Linked DNA regions of Mus musculus: region 1 is linked to region 2. The links are chromatin contacts, called in public HiChIP or PLAC-seq maps. All regions are on one chromosome and are shown on one strand. The core of a region is the stretch at or near the end of the contact, and the rest is flanking DNA. Distances in the headings are between cores, read along the strand shown.

Region 1 (2,906 bases), core at 137-2,636, 490 kb before region 2:
GCAGTTTTCCCCAGGGAACCATCCCACAGGCTCCTGATATATCTGATTTGAGTGATAGAAGCTCACCTTTTGGTCACCGCTGAAAACAAGTAGTTGGATGAGGTAGAGTTTTTGAAAGTTTATTTTGAGATAAGGTTTTATTTTGTAAACCAAGCTGGCCTCAAACCTTGAATTCATGATAGCCCTGATACCTCTGCCTTATAGTTATGAACTACCATGCTCAGGTAGGTACATTAGAAATCTTGAATTTAAACTTTTTTTTCATACAATTATGGCATCTTTCCTTCTGGTAAATATTTTTCTGAAGCCAGCATTTTTCAGACATAGACTGCAACCTTATCAGTGGGTCATAAAAGCAAAATGGTGGATGTGCCCACTGTTCCTTTTCTGCTTTTTTAATTGAATAGAAAGAATAGAAAATAATAGCACAAATTGCGTGTAGCAGAGGTACATATTATGTGTAAAACCTTTATCTGGCTCACACAAGGGCAGCAAGCACAGGGAAGTTCCGGGCTTCGATGTCACACTGCCTGGGCTTGGATCGAGGTCTGCCATTCACTGGCCGTGCAACTGGGACGAGCCACTTCTCCGTATCTCCTTCCACGACCTCATCTGTAGAATGGTGATGACAGTTTGACTGAAGCCACTGGGTAGTTTCAAGAATTGACTACAATAAAATGTATGAAGTAAGTGCATGGGCACTAGGTACCCTGGTGCAAACCCGAGACTCCAGCCATCCAGGGAGGCAGAAGCAGGACGATTAAGAGTTCAAGGCCAGGCCTCAGAGATGCTGCAGGACCCTGTCTCAAAAGCACACAAACAAACAACCCATAAATTACCCAGAAGATTGCCCAGGGTAACTGAGGTTACCCAGGAGTCAGCTGTGAACTGAACCAGAAAACAGTCCCAACAGCTCTCCCTTACCTCAGGACCCTGCAGAGAGGCTGGTGTCAGGGTCACAGGCCTCTGGGTTTCTTGAAGTTCAGACAAGGACTGAGAACAGGCCTCCCTCACTACCCCTGTTTTCTGCCACCAACACTGGGCCTCAACAGTGGGACTTGGCAGAGCCCCAGAGCCAAGAGGGAACAGGACTCCGAGGTTCTGGTGACAGGAAATTGGTGGGGCCCAGGGGCACCTGAGACCTCCAGAGAACAACCCACTCTTGCCCTGGGGTAGTGGGCCTCTTTCTCCAGGCTGACAGCATTAATGAGAACCACATTTGGCTCTAAGAGTTCCGTCAGAGCTGAGAGCCCCCTTCTCTCCTTCCCCCCCCCATCTTCCTTCCCCGTCTTCTTCCTCTCTGCTTTCTCTCCACAGACTTTAGGTTCCCCAAAGCTTAATAGGTTACAGCTTTCATCTGTTACAAGTGCTTAGCTGTGACAGGAGAGGAAGGAGCACATCGGTTGTCAGCAGAGCTGGCCAGGGGCCAGGCAGCATCTGTCTGGAACACTCTATTGGGATTAGAACGCCAGAGGTAGATGCTCATCTGCGTGGATGGTCACGCTGGATGAAAATGTGGACCAGCGCCCCCTTAATGACACAGGGGGTTGCGGCCTGCCCTCCTTGCTGGCTGGGGTAGACAGAGAAAGGCACTAATTGTGAGGAGGTGGAGAGCACCTCTGTGCCAGCCCCCAGCACATCAGTGGTCCTTGCAGCTGGTCATGGTGCCTAGGACTTCCCATCCCACTTGGAGTGAGAAAAGTAGAACTAACTGTGTGTGGATTCTTTCTTCCTTCCTTCCTTCCTTTCTTTCTTTCTTTCTTTTTTTTTAAGATTTGTTTATTTATTATATGTAAGTATACTGTAGCTGTCTTCAGACACACCAGAAGAGGGCATCAGATTTCATCATGGATGGTAGTGAGGTATCATGTGGTTACTGGGATTTGAACTCAGGACCTTCAGAAGAGTAGTCAGTGCTCTTAACCGCTGAGCCATCTCTCCAGCCCCTGATTCTTTCATTTCTTATGTTGTCTTGGCTTCTTTCCCTTGTCTGGGCTTGGTCCCACGAAGAAGGGAGAGCTAAAAAGGTCAGAGAGCCATGCCCATGAAGAAACTGTCCACAGGCAACTTCCTGTTTATCTCTCCAGCTATCAGGCTGAGAAGCAGAAAGTCAGGGCATCACTTTGGTCACACAGCCACAGATAGCCCAGCCAGCTAGATGAATATCAGTAGAGAGTCACTCAGCCATGGGAAACAGTGGGGGTGGGGAGAGAGAGAGAGAGAGAGAGAGAGAGAGAGAGAGAGAGAGAGAGAGAGAGAGCGCCGAGAGCCAAACCTCAGAGCACAGTGGCACAGAAAGGGCCTCCAACACAGTTTTGCATTAAGATACTTCTGGCATTAGTATTGTGGGTGACCTCTGGCAAGAAATTGAAATTGCACCTCCTGAACCTGTCTCTCCATCTGCAAGGCAGGGACAATGATAACAAGGTTTAAGTCAAAGCTGAAATGAGACAGGGCCAACGGGTGTCCTGGGTGGGCTCTAGAGCGCCACCAAGTGGAGGCCTGAGGGACCTGGTTGCTTGTACATCATTTTTAAGGGAATCAATCGCCTGCCCCCTCCCCAGTGTAAGCAATGATTATTTGTATATTTGATGCATGTGACATTGTTCATACTAAGGCACCATTGTCTTTGTGTATGTGACAAGGACTAAGTCAGATTGTATCCTAACACTGTCAAAAGAGTCAATTGCTTACAGGTTCTACTAGCAGGGTGTGGTGATGCATTCTGTTTAAATTGTTTAATCCTGGCACTTGAGGGACTAAGGCAGGAGGATGTTGAGATGAGTTTGAGAACATCCTGGGTTACACAGGGAAACTCTGTCCATGTACACACACACACACACACACACACACACACACACACACACACCAGTAGTTTCAAAATATATACTTTCAAGGGCCAGGGG
Region 2 (2,820 bases), core at 93-2,592:
GGGGGGGGGGGAGACAGGAGGTTGCCTGCACTTCAGTCAACTTCAAGGTTCAGCAAAAGACTATCCAGATATAGAAACACTCCAACGTTGTCCTCTGACCTCCACATGAGTTCAATAACACACACGGTGTGTGTGTCTGTCTGTCTGTCTGTCTGTCTGTGTCTCTCTCACTCTCTCACACACACACATTCATGAGTGAGTGCACACACAGTCATACACATACACACAATCACATACGTAAACATACAGAGTCACAATACACACGTACACAGTCACACACATTAACACACATGCACAAACACAGAGTCACACAGAGACACATGCACACACACAATACAAACAACAAATTGGAGAAACATTTAACTGGGGACGTGATAGGCCCTAAGGGTAAATTACTATGACTGATTAGCTAAACTGACAGAGTGTCCAACCACCTTCTAAATGCCTGTTTACAGCCAGAGAACTAATGAGAGAAGCATTTCTTTCTTGAAAATAGCCGAGAAGGCAGAAGCTTAATATTTCCAAAGTGAGTGTTGATAATAAAGGACGGGTGAGAGCAAAGCTATAAATAAGAAATGTAGCCGGGCAGTGGTGGTGCACGCCTTTAATCCCAGCACTTGGGAGGCAGAGGCAGGCGGATTTCTGAGTTCAAGGCCAGCCTGGTCTACAAAATGAGTTCCAGGACAGCCAGGGCTATACAGAGAAACCCTGTCTCAAAAAAACCAAAAGAAATGTATACCAGTCCCAATAAGGCTCAGGGAACATGACATACAGCTTCACTGAAAGAACAAAACTATGAGAGCAATGACCATGCTCTGAAATGATGAACTGAAATAAATCTTCCTCCTTTCAAGGTGTTTATCTCAGATATATAAACATGGCAACCAAAATCTGACTGAAACAAACCCTTATACCACTTTTGAAAAAAATAAGGTGGTTTGATTTTAATGAAATCAACCATACATTCCGAGGTTGATTCAGAAATCACACTCCCAGTGAAATGGAACTTTATGTTAACACAAAGATGCATAAACAAATGTTTATAGCAGTTTTTTCCATAATTGCTCCAAATTGGAAACAATCCAAATACTACTCTAGAGTGAATGGAGACACAGTATACTATACATCACGATAATGGAAAACCACTCAGCTGTAAAACCAAACAAAGCAAAGCTCTGTCTACTTACATACGACAAAAATGCATGACTGTAAGGTACCTTTCTGTCACAGGCAGGAAGCCATATTCAAAGACCATGCACGCACGATCCCGAGTTAGTGAGGGCTGGGAACTCAGGCTGGAGAGAACTGAGCCGGGTTGCTTTGGAGGAGGAAGTAATATCAGAAAGCCAAAATGAAAGGAAGAGCTTGCTTTCTGTTCCTCTCGTGCCAACCCTTCATGGAGTGACATCCTGCTCAAGGGTCAGGTGCACATATAAAGGGGTAGGGAGGGGTTGTGGTCTACCAAGAGGCTGGGCAACAAAACCCTCCTGTTATTTTTGGGACCTGGGAGTCTGGTAAAGACTGGAAAGGTTAGAATTTTGAGAAGAATAAAACGAAGCCAGAAATGAAGCAAAGTGTCTTCCAGCTTCCTTTCCCTCTGCCCATGGGTAAAGCCTTGAGGGAGGTGTGTGAGGAATGTACTGACAAAACCTGCCAGTGCCTGGAACTGAGCTATGTGTAAAGAGCATGTGTGAGGCCTTGACTGTCACTCACTTCTTTAGCAACTGCTAGGGAACATACATGCACCAAATGTGACACACATAGGGTGATTTGTCCCTGAATCCTCTCTGGTGAAACTTTGGTTCAGTGTATGATGGGGTTTGAAGAAAAAAGAAAATCACACACAGGGGTTTGGTGATGTCTCGGTTGGCAAAGTGTTTGCTGTGTGTCTTGGTTAGGGTTTCTATTGTGGTAATAACACACCATGACCAAAAAAACAAAAAACAAGTCTAAACTCTAAACAAAAGGGTTTATTACAGCTTACAACTCTAGTATAACAAAAGATCAGGGCAGAAACCTGGGGGCAGGAATGAAACAAAGGTTAGGTAGGACAGTGCCTATTCCCTTCTTGACCATGGGCTTGCTCAGGTGGCTTTCTTGTATATCCCATGACCCCAGGGTGGCACCACCCACAATGGGCTGGTTCCTCTCATGTCAATCACTAATTAAGAAAATGTCCACAGGCAAATCTTACTGAGGCTTTTCTTTTTAAATTGGTTCCCTCTTCTCAGATAACTCCAGCTTTTGTCATGTTGACATACAAACAAACAAACAAACAAACAAACAAAAACAAACCATCAACTGGAGACTGTGTAAGTGCCAGGTCCTGCACTTTCCTAAAAGCATTGAACATCATGGTGTGGGAAGGCAGAAATGAGCAGATGCCTGGAGCCTTCCATCCAGCTAACCATCCTAGCTGAGTTAAGGAGCCCAAATCAATGAGAAATCCAGTTTGGAAAAACAAGGGCCAGCTCTTGATGAATGATACACAAGGTTGTCCTCAGATCTCCATACACACTTGCACACATGATCACGTAGACAAACACAGAAACACACATTCTACGAAACGCTAGAAATGGCAAAATCATATGAATAAAAAATTAGGAAGGAACAGACTGCATTTCACCCAGAAGGTAACTTAAAAAAAAGGCCTACTACTAATTCTAGAAAGTCTGTGTCAAAGAAAAAAATAATGAATTAGGGAAAAGTATAAAAACATATTTGCACCAGTTCACAACCCCTACAGTCCTACGTGGTGACATGATATGTTTTAGATGCATGGTGCATATTGTGGGTCTAGTTTGCAGGTGAGGAACACAG

Evidence for each region. HiChIP or PLAC-seq counts read pairs in DNA pulled down with a chosen protein or histone mark.
Region 1: a contact with region 2 is called in an H3K4me3 HiChIP or PLAC-seq map of bone marrow-derived macrophages, with 4 times the contacts expected there. The contact joins two enhancer-like sites. A contact is called at or near these places in 1 of 484 Hi-C or Micro-C datasets (nephron progenitors), 4 of 115 datasets of contacts at active chromatin or transcription factors (bone marrow-derived macrophages, embryonic limb bud, large pre-B cells and 1 more) and 2 of 9 other capture datasets (embryonic stem cells and embryonic tail).

Annotation. Positions count from the first base shown.
Region 1 is chr14:21,678,266-21,681,171 of GRCm38.p6, reverse strand. The region is part of intron 3 of Dupd1 (dual specificity phosphatase and pro isomerase domain containing 1); the gene reads left to right. Among named protein-coding and RNA genes, the nearest start is that of Dupd1, 35 kb to the left of the region's middle. Within about 2 kb of position 1,386, at least 55 of the 459 cell types and tissues checked have an H3K27ac peak or open chromatin away from gene starts, as enhancers often do. A contact at or near this core is called in bone marrow-derived macrophages, where this site is marked.
Region 2 is chr14:21,193,068-21,195,887 of GRCm38.p6, reverse strand. The region is part of intron 4 of Adk (adenosine kinase); the gene reads right to left. Among named protein-coding and RNA genes, the nearest start is that of Adk, 140 kb to the right of the region's middle. Within about 2 kb of position 1,342, at least 56 of the 459 cell types and tissues checked have an H3K27ac peak or open chromatin away from gene starts, as enhancers often do. A contact at or near this core is called in bone marrow-derived macrophages, where this site is marked.